3 separate regions of the Mus musculus genome follow, and regions 1 and 2 are each linked to region 3. A link is a contact called in public promoter capture Hi-C data. All regions are on one chromosome and are shown on one strand. Each heading gives the region's core, a stretch centred on a gene start, on an enhancer-like site or on the middle of the called end of the contact. The rest is flanking DNA. Distances are from core to core; before and after follow the strand shown.

What was found. Promoter capture Hi-C pulls out the DNA fragments that hold promoters and counts their contacts.
Region 1: a promoter capture Hi-C map of hippocampal neurons shows a contact between it and region 3, with 8 times the contacts expected there. The contact joins the promoter of Lgr4 here to the promoter of Ano3 in region 3. A contact is called at or near these places in 12 of 39 promoter capture datasets (the 3T3-L1 cell line, 3T3-L1-derived adipocytes, the C10 cell line and 8 more), 2 of 484 Hi-C or Micro-C datasets (embryonic stem cells and muscle stem cells) and 3 of 115 datasets of contacts at active chromatin or transcription factors (astrocytes and embryonic stem cells).
Region 2: a contact with region 3 is called in a promoter capture Hi-C map of hippocampal neurons, with 7 times the contacts expected there. The contact joins the promoter of Slc12a6 here to the promoter of Ano3 in region 3. A contact is called at or near these places in 3 of 39 promoter capture datasets (the 3T3-L1 cell line, hippocampal neurons and stem cell-derived epiblast-like cells).

The regions. Positions count from the first base shown.
Region 1 is chr2:109,915,596-109,920,151 of GRCm38.p6, reverse strand. Lgr4 (leucine-rich repeat-containing G protein-coupled receptor 4) reads right to left here and starts at 2,505. Exons shown (of 18, transcript NM_172671.2): 1 at 1,847-2,505. The coding sequence starts at 2,031.
Region 2 is chr2:112,263,341-112,267,820 of GRCm38.p6, reverse strand. Slc12a6 (solute carrier family 12, member 6) reads right to left here and starts at 1,507. Exons shown (of 25, transcript NM_133649.2): 1 at 729-1,507. The coding sequence starts at 999.
Region 3 is chr2:110,947,327-110,951,912 of GRCm38.p6, reverse strand. It overlaps Ano3 (anoctamin 3), which reads left to right and starts at 1,669. Exons shown (of 27, transcript NM_001128103.2): 1 at 1,669-1,855. The coding sequence starts at 1,810.

The DNA.
Region 1 (4,556 bases), core at 1,256-3,755, 1.0 Mb after region 3:
CAAGCTATGGGTAGTAACTCCCCTAAGGCTGGACCTTGAAGATAGGGTGTTTCATGGTCTCCAGTGAGATCTACAGGTTGTGTGATGCTCTCTTTCTTAGAGAAGCTTGTTCCCATAAAAACGTGACATTAGGTACCGCATCAAACAGGCCCTTTGCCTTATGGGGCAAGACTATTCGTTAGTCTTTACAAATCTTTACAAATAAACTAAACAGTGAAATCCTAACTTTTTAACTAATAATATAACTCATCTGAAAAGACCTTGGTTAGCACACTCCTCAAACTCTAATACTCTTAAAAATAATAATAATAACCATAATTCTATGTGGTTCTGGTAAAGTCAGTTCTCTTTCTGCCTGAATTCTCTATTTCCAAAGAGTTTCAAGAAACAGGAAAACCCTAGCTCCTCACCTGCCAGCCCTGCTCAGATTTAATAGACCTCTATGAGCAAATCGCTTCACATGGTTTGGTGAAAAGTCAAATATCATTTCGAAAGAAAGGGTCTTTCCAGGCATCAACAACACCTAAGACTGGGCCAAAATCTGAGACTAGGGTGCAAAGCCAAGGGTCTCAGTTCTCCACATCCCCAACCTGAGAGGGCCAGCCGAATGCCTCGGCACCACCCACCTGGAAATACAGTGATGCCCCAGCTTGCCTAAAAGGGAGTTTTCCCTTCACACGATCTGTTATTCCTTTAAAGCTACGCCTAAGAGGTCTCTTTTGATAGCTTGAAGGTAAAAAGGAAGTTTCCTTTGCCAGAGGGCCTCTCGGGGCCCCTTCCTCTCTAGCAGGTCTTTGACTGCTCCTGATTTAATCATGCAATAGGCCACACAACACGAGAAGGCTGAAAGGGCCATACAAGCTGCCCTCCGCTCAATTACCCCATTCTTTTTCTACGGGTGGCATTTGCCAACATCACCTCCAACACCTATTTCAGATTCCCCCTCTTCCCTGAGATGCTAAAGGCTCTCTGGGTCTCTGGGGAAGGAGGTGGGGAGGGTCAGAACCATCTATGCTACTCTTCCTGACCACAGGCAGCTCACACGAAAGGCTCTGCTGAAGGTACAGGCGGAAAACGGTTGCCCACCTTACAGACTGCACTGATCACATGCTCTAGAACTTTCTCTCCCAACATTCTCTACCTCAGGTCAGCATTCCTTCTTTTAAATGCCTTATTCACTAAGGATCCCCGCCCAGGGTAGGCCGAATCCTTCTCCTCCTCCCTGGGCTCTGCTCGTGGTAATGAGTCCCGAGTGGATCTGAGCTAAGGTGTCACACTGCACAGGCAGGACGGGGCCAAACTGGAAAGCGATTCCCCTTCTTAGGTACAGGTGTTTCTTCACTCCGCCTGCGGGAACCCTGGGGGTATTCAGGTGCTTCCCCATGGAACGTGCCTGGTCGGCAAACGCAGGCCAAGTTCTAGGCGCCCTCATCCGTGGCCAAAGTTTTGCCAGCCGAACAGGGGGCCGCATGGGGGAAGAGGTCACGTGAAAGGCTGCCAAGGGCAAGCGTTTCCAGCATCCTCCCTCCTGGCCCTAAATGCACTTGCGATTTGAGGTGGGGGGTGGGGGGTAGGAGGTAGTAATTGCACCCCCCCCCCCAAAAAAAAGCTGCAAAAAGAAAAAGCTCCTAGAGGTTCAGATTCAAAGTGGCTAAGTCTGGAGAGGCCAGCATACGGGAAAGGGGGCCAATCCCCCTGACCCTCCAACACACACACACACACACACACACACACAGGTGATTCGTGCACCCCCAGGGCGCTGGGGTTGGGGGCTGGGGTCGAGCCCTGGCTCCGCCCCGCAGCGCCCGCGGGTCCCTCAACCCGCAGCCCGGTCGCCCGCACTCACAGTGCTTGGGTGAAGGCGCTGAGCCCCTCCGGTACCGCCGTCAACCCCTTCCCGGAGCAGTCCACCCGACGGTCGCCGTCGCAGCTGCAGGGCGCAGCGCAGAGAGGTGGCGCCGCGCCGCTGGGCCCGGCCGAGCCGAGCAGCCCCAGGGCGAAGAAGCAGAGCAGCCGCAGCGGGCCCGGCATTGCTGCGGCCGCCGCCCGCGCCCGCCTCTCCCGCGGCTCCTCTCGCTCGACTCGCCTCCGCTGCCCTCCGCCGCACCGCGCCGCACCAGGGGCAGCCGGCCTGCGGGGCTCGGGGCCCGGGCGCCGTCCCTCGGCGGTCCGCGTGCGCTCGCTTCCTTCAGCAGTCTGCCGCCGGAGCGTTAGGACGCGGCGCTCCGCAGTTTCTCCCTTCCCGCTGCTCCATGGACGCGCACCGGCAGCCCCGCGGCTCAGGCCAGCCGACCCGGCCCAGAGCGGCTGCCCGGGCCGCGCGCTGCCATCGCCGCCGCCTCCTGTCCCGGGCCTCCTCCAGCCGCACAGCTCCTCAAGGTTGCGGAGCGCAGCCTCCAGCCATGCCGGCCAGGCGTCCCAACCCCCGCCCCAGCTCTCACAAACACCCTGGTTGTCCGCGCTCTCCCCGAGGCGGCTCCCGCTCCGCGCGTCCTTTTCCCTTCTAGGGTTGCACGCTCGCCTCGGGAGCCCCTGGCCGCCGGGTTATGCAAATCATTTAGGTACATGCAAAACTAACCCCGCTCCGGGAGCGCTATTGGTCAGGGGAGGTCTCGAGCTCATTACTATGCAGGCAGTGGAGCCATTATTGGTCAAGAGGAATGGGGCGTGTTTCTCTGGAATGAGTGACAAGGTTGTGCTGCTGCTGCTGGGGCTGGTAGTGGAGGTTCAAGTAAAAGCCCTGACTTGGCTGGATCTGCATGTCAGGTTGTGTATTGAAGGTAGACAGATCGGAAGACCAGGAGTCTGCTGTTTCCCTCCCCCACCCAGTTTTTTTCTCCCCTCCGCAGAAATTGGATCTCCTAAATTGGATGACCTGAAAAGTAAAACTCGCCTCCAGCTTTCAGACGTGTCAAATGACTCTTCGCTGTTCTTAAGGGCAAGGGCACTGAGAGCTTTGCAAACAGAGGAAAGAAATGGGGGTGGGGGTGGGGGTCGAAAAGGAGGGAGAAACATTTCTTTCTATCTGATCCAAATTTTTGAGTTCAACCGTGCACTAAATTAAAACAGCGTGACCCCTCCTGTATCTCACATCACCTCTGAGATCTTAGTACCCTTTTTCATTCACACTTGGGAGCTAAATTAGCGGTTAATCATCCATGACACCAATCAGACTTCTTTCTCCCTAAACACAAGGATGTTGAGGAGTCCAGCCAAGGAGGTGCCGGTTAACCAGCACTGGAAGAGAACATTTGAGTGCCAGCTGACTGCCCCTGAGACACCAGAAACAACTTGTGTGTTAACTATCAGCATCCCTTCCTTTTTCCCACATAATGTTTATAGAAAAAAAAAAATCAGCATTCTCAGTGCCTCTTTTCTTGCTTTCTCCTAGGCCTTTGGTTGTTTTTACTCTAGATTGTACACATTTTTAATGAACCCATTACATTAGAGCAAGAAGAGCATTAAAATATCTATACTGTATAAAGTTAACTAGCCACCTCATGCAAATAAAAAAAAAAGAAAATGTAAATAAATTAACGAAAAGCTAGCCGATTTCCTAAATAAAAAAAAAAAAATCTACCATCTCTACATTAAAGAATATGCTAAATAATAATAAAGTCAGGTTGAATCCATATACTCTAAAGTTATGCTAATGGATAAATAAATACAGACAAGTTTTAAGAAAGATGAATTTCCTCACTATAAGGTTGAAAGAGAACTTTAAAAAGAAAGACCAGTGGCGCTCAGACTTTATAGACAAGGCCTCAGAATCTCTTGGATACCATGTTCTTCTGCCCTCTGCCCAAGATCATCTCACTCCTGGTCTAGTTAGTATTTCAGAAGCCTCCGCAACTTGTTTTTTGTTTTTGTTTTTCCATTTCTATTACTTTTCAGCCAATTTCATGAGTAAATAAAGTGAGGAAAAAGTCTAATTCTAATTGATACTTAAAGTCTTTTTTTTTTTTTTTTTTTTTTTTTTTTTGGTTTTTTGAGACAGGGTTTCTCTGTATAGCCCTGGCTGTCCTGGCACTCACTTTCTAGACCATGCTGGCCTCGAACTCAGAAATTTGCCTGCCTCTGCCTCTCAAGTGCTAGGATTAAAGGCGTGTGCCACCATGCCCAGCTAAAATCTTCTTTCTTAAAAAACACAACTCCTTCTAAGGTATACTTTTTGTTATATTAAGGTAACTATACACTTCATGGATGCTTTTATTTCTGACAAATATTTATGTTGACAGAGTTTTGCTATGTAATCTAGACTGAACTCAACTCACCATCCTCCTGCCTCAGCTTCATGAATGCTGGAATAATAGTATGAATCACCATGTCCAGACTCATTTCCATGTTTCTCTCTCTCTCTCTCTCTCTCTCTCTCTCTCTCTCTCTCTCTCTCTCTCTTCAGTAAAGAAGCTCTCCTCAGTAAAGAAGTATTTCGAAGTGGCTGGAGAGATAGCTCAGTAGCTCAGAGCACTGGCTGCTCTTGCAGAAGATATCGATTCTGTTTCTAGCACGTTCATGGTGTCTCACAACTATCTGTGACTCCAAGACCAGGGCAT
Region 2 (4,480 bases), core at 258-2,757, 1.3 Mb before region 3:
CCTCCTTGCATCACCTCTTCCCACTAAATCAAAGGAAAACTTCTAATTCAAGTCAGGCTCGTCAGCTCAAGGTCAAGTCTGGAAAGTGGTTAATACGAACAGAAGTGGCTTCTATAGGTTCTGACTACAAAACTCAATATACAATATACAAAATAGTTATCTAAAGCTCAGCAGGGAAATTATGTGGGAATCATGCACGAGAAGTCCCTCTCGAAAGTTCCATTCTTTCAAGAGAGTACCACTTCCTTGAGTGAATTCAGTTACTTTAAATACTCTATAAAAACATAAATTTCAAAAAATAATTTTATGACACCCAACTGAATCTGCAAAAGAATCCAGTAAGACACAAGATGTAACAACCTGCCTTAAACGCTGACTTAGGAGTCAAAGCCCCAAAGCTCTCTAGAAAGCGCATATCCAGCCCATTAAAATTTTAGTTTAGAACTTTTTTTGTGTGTTGTAAAAGATTTAATTTTTTAAAAATAGTCATTTTAATTAGAAATAAGACAGAAATAAGGAAACCAAAATAGACATTTCCTTGCCCTCTTGCCAGCTACTTTCCCACGCCAAAAAGACTACTGCAGTGACCTACTAACTGTCGCTATTATTCCCACACTCGTAAGCATCACAGAAACGTGGGCCTTAATTTATGATTATAAAATTAGGGTAGTTAGCCAACATGGACAACCCAAGGGTTGAAACACCCGGCTCTCTGAGTCTCTACTTACCCTCCGTAACATCCTGGGGATTAGAAGTCCGGTCACTGGAAGGATCTAGGGCAACAGTTGCCAGAGAAGTAGTAGCCCCAGACAGTTCGCTCATAGGCTCACTACGGCTTGTTTCTGGCACACTTTCTCGGGAGCTAAATCTTACTCGAGAACTAGACCGAGAGCTGAGGTCCGGGCTGGTGTCTGACAAACCTGGAATGTCATCAATCTTAGTTGGTGTCACCATGAACCGAACTGAGGACATCTTGGTGGTGGCTTCTGGTGGATGCATTTTCCCCCCCCTTTCCTTTTTGACAAAGAAAAAAGGAAAAGCTCACAAAAACTCTTCCTCCTACACTAGCTACTTCTGATTGCAAAAATAGAAGGGGAAAAAAAACCAAAAACCCTCAATTACCCTGATTTACAGCCCACAAAGGCCCAATTAAGAATCCGTGTATAGAATTCAAGCCAGCTGTTTTATAAAGTGCCCCACCAGTAACTGAAAAATAATTTTCGAGAAAACAAAATAAGAACAAAACGATGCTAATCCTGTATAACTTGGTTCTTTCAGAATCCTAGCTATCTCCCCTGGTCCAGGGCTGAGGGCTCCGTGCCATGATCTCACAGCAGCTGGTGACGCCTCCCTCTGCTCAACCCCCAGGGTCCGGATGAGGTAGTTAGTCCTTTATCTGCCGAGTGTCCCACGGTTCTAGCTGAGGACGGAGCATGCAGGCCCACCCTTATCAGGCGTATAAGAGCGTGGATCAGATTGCGCAAAGGTGTGCACCAGCCACCTGTTGTGTATCAGGTGAATACCCCACAGGTCTGGCTGGGAGGAGGTGTGTGCTGAGCCACCCGATGTTTTTGAGGTCGATAATCCACTTGGGTCTGGTGGGAGAGATGCGCATGCATAACGGGAAAATACCCCCACACTACAGGAAGGAGAAAGAGGAGAGCCACGAGAGGATGCCGAAGCAGAGTGGATTCCTGCCTCCCAGAGGTCTCGTCCTGGCAAAGGAGCTGGAGGCGGCGGCTAGCGGATCAGGGCAGCTCCCACTGCAGGGTCGTGGCAGGTCGTGGCGAGTCCCTCAAGCCCACGACCGCTCGCCGTGTTTGCACTGCGTGTGACAGGACGCGCTTTCCTCCCGGGGCCCGTTAGCCTCTCGCCGGCTTTCCTTGGGTCTCGGCGGAGGGAGAAGACGGCCAGGCAGGCTGGTCCCGGCTACGGAGGAGGTCGCAGGTGCGGGAGCCCGCGCCAGCTGATGCGGGTGCGCGCGCAGCTGTTGTTTACTAGCCGCTAACCGTTCCGGAGCCGCGGCGCGCAGGAGGCCCCCTCCCCGGCAGACGCCCGAGGCCGTTACGTGACCTCGCCGCCCCCCGCCCCGGGCGCGGCGGGCTGTGCCCGCGCCGCCGCAGCCCTCCCCTTTCCGCCCCTCTCGTTCCTCATTCGAGGTTAACCGTCCGGAGAAGTCTGGGGAGCTAGAGGGCGGCGCCGTCCTGCGGCCGGGCAACAGCAGCCCCGCCCGGAGCATGCAGCGCGGGAGACAGAGGGCACCACGCCTGCGCGGACCGGCGACTCTCACGTGGAGCACGACGGGAACTGTAGTCCGCCCTAGGGTCTGAACGCGTGTGGCGAGCTGCTTTTTCCTCACCTGTGCTCCACGTACTCAGTATGCTGCTTAGAGGCACTCAGTGAACACTGACCCGCGAACCGCAAGGGTCATCTCTAAAAGCTCTCTGGAAACCTTAACTCTATGGCACCCAAACCTCCCATTACGGTATCTAGTTACCTTAGATGTGACCTCTGTAAAAATTCAGTTGTCTTTTCTAAGACACCTGTATCTTGTTCATCATTATGGGCTACTTTCCCCTTTCTTGTTCATATCCTTTTGAAACTGCAAGCCAGGCTTAAATTTCCATTAAAGAGAACTTATACAGACATGGAGAAGACATTGGGATATCTGCTCTGCAACATTTCCAGGATTTGACCCACTTTATTAACACTAGAATGTTTATTTAATTCGTCAAGGTGTTTTAATAACTTTCAGTTCAACCATGTTTTACTTGAAAACGCTCTGAAAGTTTGATCAAAATGCAGAAACTCACTGGAGCCTTTCCTGAGACCTTTCCTTTCCTCCTAGTTGCAAATCAGTGGACTTAATAATGGAGCAGGAGGCTAGACCCTCAGTGGTTAACAGCGTTTACTGCTCTGAAGGAAACCCTAATTCCGTTCCCAGTTCTCATGGCCCTGTAACTCCAGGTCTAGGTGATAAGACCCATGCTGGCACTGCACTTAAATACACATAAAAGATTTATAGTTTAAAAAAAAAATGAATCAAAACCATCTTAATTCCAGGGCTTGGAAATTCACTTTGACCAAATGGCAATTTCCAGTCGAGTTTGATAGCTTGGAAATAAAACGAAACCCGTTAAAATGTAAAATTGTATTAGATCTTTGAGTATTTGACATATCCAAAGCCCTTGATTCTATCCTCATCAGTGAGGGTGGGGGCAGGGTTAGAAAACTGGTACACTTATTTATTTTGAGTGTACAAATACATGAGTCCTTCTGATTATAGGTCCCAGGATCTGAACCCAGATCTGCAGGCTTGTGGGTGAAGCACCTTTGCTGCCAAAATACCTCTTTTGCTCTTTAGAGAAAGTGAAACATGAGTTCATGTTGCACAGGATGTCCTCAAACTATATAGCCGAGGATGACTTTCTTTTTTCTTTTGTTTTTTTTCCAGACAGGGTTTCTCTGTATAGCCCTGGCTGTCCTGGAACTCACTCTGTAGACCAGGCTGGCCTCGAACTCAGAAATCCACCTGCCTCTGCCTCCCAAGTGCTGGGACTAAAGGTGTGCGCCACCACTGCCCGGCAGAGGATGACTTTCAACTTCTGACCTGCCTTTACTTCCCAAGTGCTGGAATTATGGGGTCACTAAACCCAGTCTTCTGTAAAGCTATGTGCATGTTAGAAAGTCACTGGACCTACTATGTTATGTACACCCTCAGCTCCCTTTAGTTTTCTGATACAAGGACTAACTACATAGCCTAGGCTGGCTTGGAACTCATAGGGATCCTTCTACCTCATTCTATGACAGAATTAGACATCAGCTACCATGCACAGCCTGGATTTTTAAATATAGCCTATAGCTAGCTAATGGCTGGGCAGTGGTGATGCACACCTTTAGTCCCAGCACTTGGGAGGCAGAGGCAGGCAGATTTCTGAGTTCGAGGTCAGCCTGATCTACAGAGTGAGTTCCAGGGCAGCCAGGGCTATACAAACCCTGTCTCGAAAAACCAAAACCAAAACCAAAACCCAAACCAAACAAAAACCTTACAAATGTACTGTGTCTTGAAAAACCAAAACCCACACCAAACCAAACCAAAAACCTTACAACTGTTCTTGAAGAAAAGAAGCCCATCTCCTCAGGAATCTACTTTCTAAGGCAGCCTTGATGGCCATTCAAACTTCACAGACTTTACAATGACATTTTGCGCAATTTCTGCTCTCTGACACATGCCAGTCTTTTTGCATGTATTTATATGCACTACCTAGCTCACTCTGACAGCTCTTCCTCTTGCCCCCAAACACATAATCAAGCTCCCTAAAGCCATGTGTATCCAGGGGATTGTCTAAGTCATTGCTAGAGTCACACGTTTCCTTTTCTCCATGGTGACTAGTACTACCTCCAGGTTGAAGTCTTTATTTTGGTATGCACAGCTCGTGGCATAGAAGTAATGCTAACAATGCTAATGTTTTATTTTTGC
Region 3 (4,586 bases), core at 420-2,919:
CTGAAAGAGCAGTTAGTGCCCTTTACCCTTCTTGACATCTGTTCAGCCACCTACCATGTCTTTTTGGAGACAATAGACAAGGTCTTTGCTAGATCCTCATTTCACAGTAGGCACACTAAGTCGTGTGTGTGTGTGTGTGTGTGTGTGTGTGTGTGTGTGTGTCTATTATTCACTGCTCAATATCATGGCATAGTCCTTGATATTCTTTCTACTCAGGGTACATTGCAGTAGACCCTCTGGTGTCTCTGACTTCCTCCTTCCTGTTCCATTTCTTGTTTCAGATGATCTCACAACCTGTTACTAATGAAATAAAAAGTACCCAGAGAACTGCCTTATTGAATCTATCTACTTTATAAGTAACCATAACAAATAATAATTAATCACAATTTAAAGTTTCTGGGGTCTATATGTCTCTGAATAACGGGAATGCCTTTTTCCTTGAAGCTGATATTACTACATTTATCATCTTTGAATCATTCAACAAGTATGAAGACAGAGAAAAATTAACAATAATTCAAATTATTTGAGATTTTAAAAATTGTGAAATTTCATTATCATTTTAAAATCTACTTTTATTTGGACCTTCAGTTTATTCTAAATTAATTGGTCTCACACAATTTCAAACTTAGGAACCAACAGACCCTATTGTTGCATGTCTGTTCAATAATACCTTATGTAACTTGTTCTGGGAGGAATTTGGGATCAGGAAATCATGATTATATGAAAAGAGAGAGAGAGAGAGAGAGAGAGAGAGAGAGAGAGAGAGAGAGAGAGAGAGAGAGGGAGGGAGGGAGGGAGGGAGGGAGGGAGGGAGGGAGGGAGAGAGAGAGAGAGAGAGAGAGAGAGAGAGAGAGAGAGAGAGAGAGAGAGAGAACACTGGAAACCATTTTGAGCTGGTTCTTACCCTCATTTAACCACTGCATGTGTTTCTGCCATGATTGCTTCCTCTCTTTGACTGTTAGGTATCTTCATTTCCCAATTTGTGTTCCCAAACACTGTTTCCATTTGTGTGATAATGGAACTTGTGTGTTGCTGTGAGCTTCAGGTTCTTTTTATAATATAAGATTATTTTTATGGCTTTTTAATTATGATTATATTGAGTACCATTGTTGATATTTCTTCAGCATCTGTTAGAAAGAATTAAACCTTTCAGTATCGCACAAAAAATTAAAATCGAAGTAGCTGAAGCAGAAAAAAAACTTAAATGTTGCATGCTAGAACTTAGTGCTTATCTAAGGCAGATCATGGATGTTGTGGTCTCTCCCACATGAATATTTAAGAAGGAAGGATGGAAACAGAACTACATCTGTTAGTATCCTCTTGTCAGGACAGATGCCAGCTTCACCCTTCTTTATTTACAGACCAACTTCGAGGAAATTAATACTGGTGCCTGGGTTTGATAAGGAGGTTTAGAGCTTGAAAATGAGTGCATTAGTGATAGCTCTAAAGGAATGCTTGGATTTATGCCTTGTCCTTAAGAAATTTCTTCCTCTCCCACGTGCACCAAACCCCTTACAACACCCACCCTCACTGCAGCACTGAGAAACAGCCGGGATGTGGGGTTATTTCAGAAGTAGCCACTGAGGGGAGCCGGCCACGGACTGCCCTCCCACGTTGCTATGACGATGAGACTGGCGGGCACACAGCCTTCAGAGCTAAGTGCTGGCTAAAGCAGGTGTCAGATTGCGATGAGCTTGGTGGCTCTGGGATTACTCAGAGCCCCAGGAGTGTCTCTGGAAAGTCTGGCTGCAATTCCTCTGCATCCCTCTCCGACAGCTCCTCAACTCCTTTGGATCGCGCAGAGTGAAAATGGTCCACCACTCAGGCTCCATTCAGTCCTTTAAACAGCAAAAAGGTCAGTGAGAATTCTCTCTCTCTTCCCTGGGGGCACCACATCCCGCTCTGCATCTCCTTGCAAAAGCATCCTTTTCACTCGTGTATTGTGTTGAAGAGCTGTGGAACTCTGTAAAGTTAGGACCCCATTTTATTAATGTTTTATCCTGCAACGGAGATAAGTCTGATATCCGGAGCCGCACAGCGCCCGGGAGGGAACAGAATCTGTCATGTCAGGACTTGTTTGTTCATATCGCTTAAGTCTCCTTCAGTGCATTGCAGTGAACTGTTTAAACAGATAAGGTTCCTGCAGTACCCCTGGGTTTGAAGAGTGAAATTTTGGGTTATATTTGCCTCAGTATGCGCTTCTAGTACCCTGTAAGATTCACAAGAGCAGAATTTATTACTTGTGCTGAGCTTGAAAAATTGTATAATAAATGCATTCGTGGAAAAATCCCAGCGGTTGACTGGTCCCAGATATAATTTCCTTGGAAAACTTTCTCTTCTGACCCCACTTTTATTACGGGTTTCCGACTTTTATGTGTATTTGGGTCTTCCTGGAACTTCCCAGACCACCGTTTAGCTTTCACAAAATTTTCACTAGTTGCGTGGGCATGGTCAGATCAAGAATGTTTTTTTTTAATCACTCTTTGTTCTGCTTTGTTATTTAAATGGCTTCTCATAAAGCACATATTTCTTTAACATAGATTCTGGAAATGGTATTCTCTTATGCAGTTATTCAACATTAATGCCATTTACTGAATGAATAATGGTAATTATGATGCATTTGTTAATATAATCATTAAAATATGTAATTTTCAAGTATTCATTCCATTTTCACTGAAATAAAAATTTATTGAAATCTTACTTCTAAAATTCTTTCTCCAAATGACTGCTTTATGGTATCTCTTTGGCTTTGTTTCTAAACAAACAAACAAACAAACAAACAAAAACTTTGGATATCCCCAGAATAACCTAGTCGGGATTTATTCTTCAGGCAGCATATTGTGCTGAAAGAACTTCCCATCAGGAACTGTAATCTGCATGAATCCTCTTTTGAATGTATGTTGGAATTAGGTACAAAGTGAGAGACGGTGGGAGTAGGTGAATTTGGGCTCCTGTGAAGTTCTATTTAAGCTCAAAGTGTTCTAAGGAAAAATAAAATACTTCAAGAAGTTTTATTTCCTTGCCTCATTAAACATGTATAAACATTATGGGGGAAAAAGAAAGATATGGAAAACTTGAAACTGTCTCATACTGTTACTTTTTAATGCTTCGGGGGACCCTGAAACTTGAAATGTCCCCCCAAAATATCTTACTATGTGAGAATATTTATGTTGTATGTTAAAGAGCAAAAGCCTCTCAACTTTGAGACTGTTTGTCATTGTTCAAAAGAGTGATAAACTGTACATATCATGGCATTTCGTAGTGTTCCTTTATGGTGCATCATGAGCCATTTTTTTTTTTTTTTAATTTCACTTTTTGGCACACAAAAAAAATTATCATTAGTGAAAAGGTAAACATGAGGAAAAGGAAGGACAAACAAAGGAGCAAGATTAATTTTTATCTAAATGGTTTTAGTTTATGTTGTCTCCTAAAATATGTCTTTCCTCTGCTTTTCTCCCTCCAGTCCTTCCAGGTTCCTGGCCATTCATCCCTCCCATGTCCCTTCCTACACTCAAGTTGACACCCTGTTTTTCTCTGATTATTATTGCTACATACAGACACATATTGAGTGCTTATGCGTGGATATATAGATAGATACAACCTTTTGAGTCTGGCTGTGTTGTTTGCATGTATATGCTACCAAGGCTGACCACTCTGATTTGAATAACCACGAAGGGGTTCATCCCTGGGAGAGGCTAAGTCTCTGCTCAACAGTCATTTGTTGTTCTAGTTCTTTCTCTAGGATGGGACCTGCTAAGCAAAGATAATTCACAATAAGGATCAGCTATTTTAATTTTGCAAATAGGAGGAAGACACGCTGACCTGGGAGTGTTTTCCTGAGAACAGTGTATATTAAACTGATGGAAATTCTGTCCTGAAAGTTTGGTGTCTTGGATTTTAGGTTTGCCTTTGTCACTAGATAAATACCTTTAGAAAAGTGTTTTATCTACCTTTTATGTTAATTTATGAATAATATGAAGACTCTTGATTTCTGACCTGTTATTCTCCCTCTTAATTAGCCTATATTAAATATAATAATTGAGGGACTTTATGCCATATTTTCACACATGCAATGTATTTTGATCATGTAATCGTCTTTATATACTTCATCCCTCTTTCCTTGCCCTTCCTCTTTCCGATGTGCTGTACTTACACTTTAGTGTCATATTATACCACCCCGCCCTCAGCTTCCACATATGAGAGAAAAATACAACATTTGGTTTTCTGAGACTATTTTATTAAACCTCACTTCTGGCAAACAACATAATTTTATAATCTTATCCATCTATAGGTGGGGACATAGACTGATCCCATGGCTTGGTTATTGTAAATAATGCCAGGTTTAGTGAGTATGCATACTTCATTAAACTGACTTTCATCCTTTTAGGTAAAATGGTTTGTCAAGATCATATGGATTGGAAATTCTGTTTGGGAAACATCTGCACTGATTCCTACTGTGCTGTTCCATTTCTCTTCTGTTGGACAGGATAGGTAGTTAACAACGTGAAGGCAAAGATTTTTTCTTTTTTTTCTTGATCCGATGAAGAAAGTCCTATCTTTGGGGGGAAATTATTTAATTTAGTGAA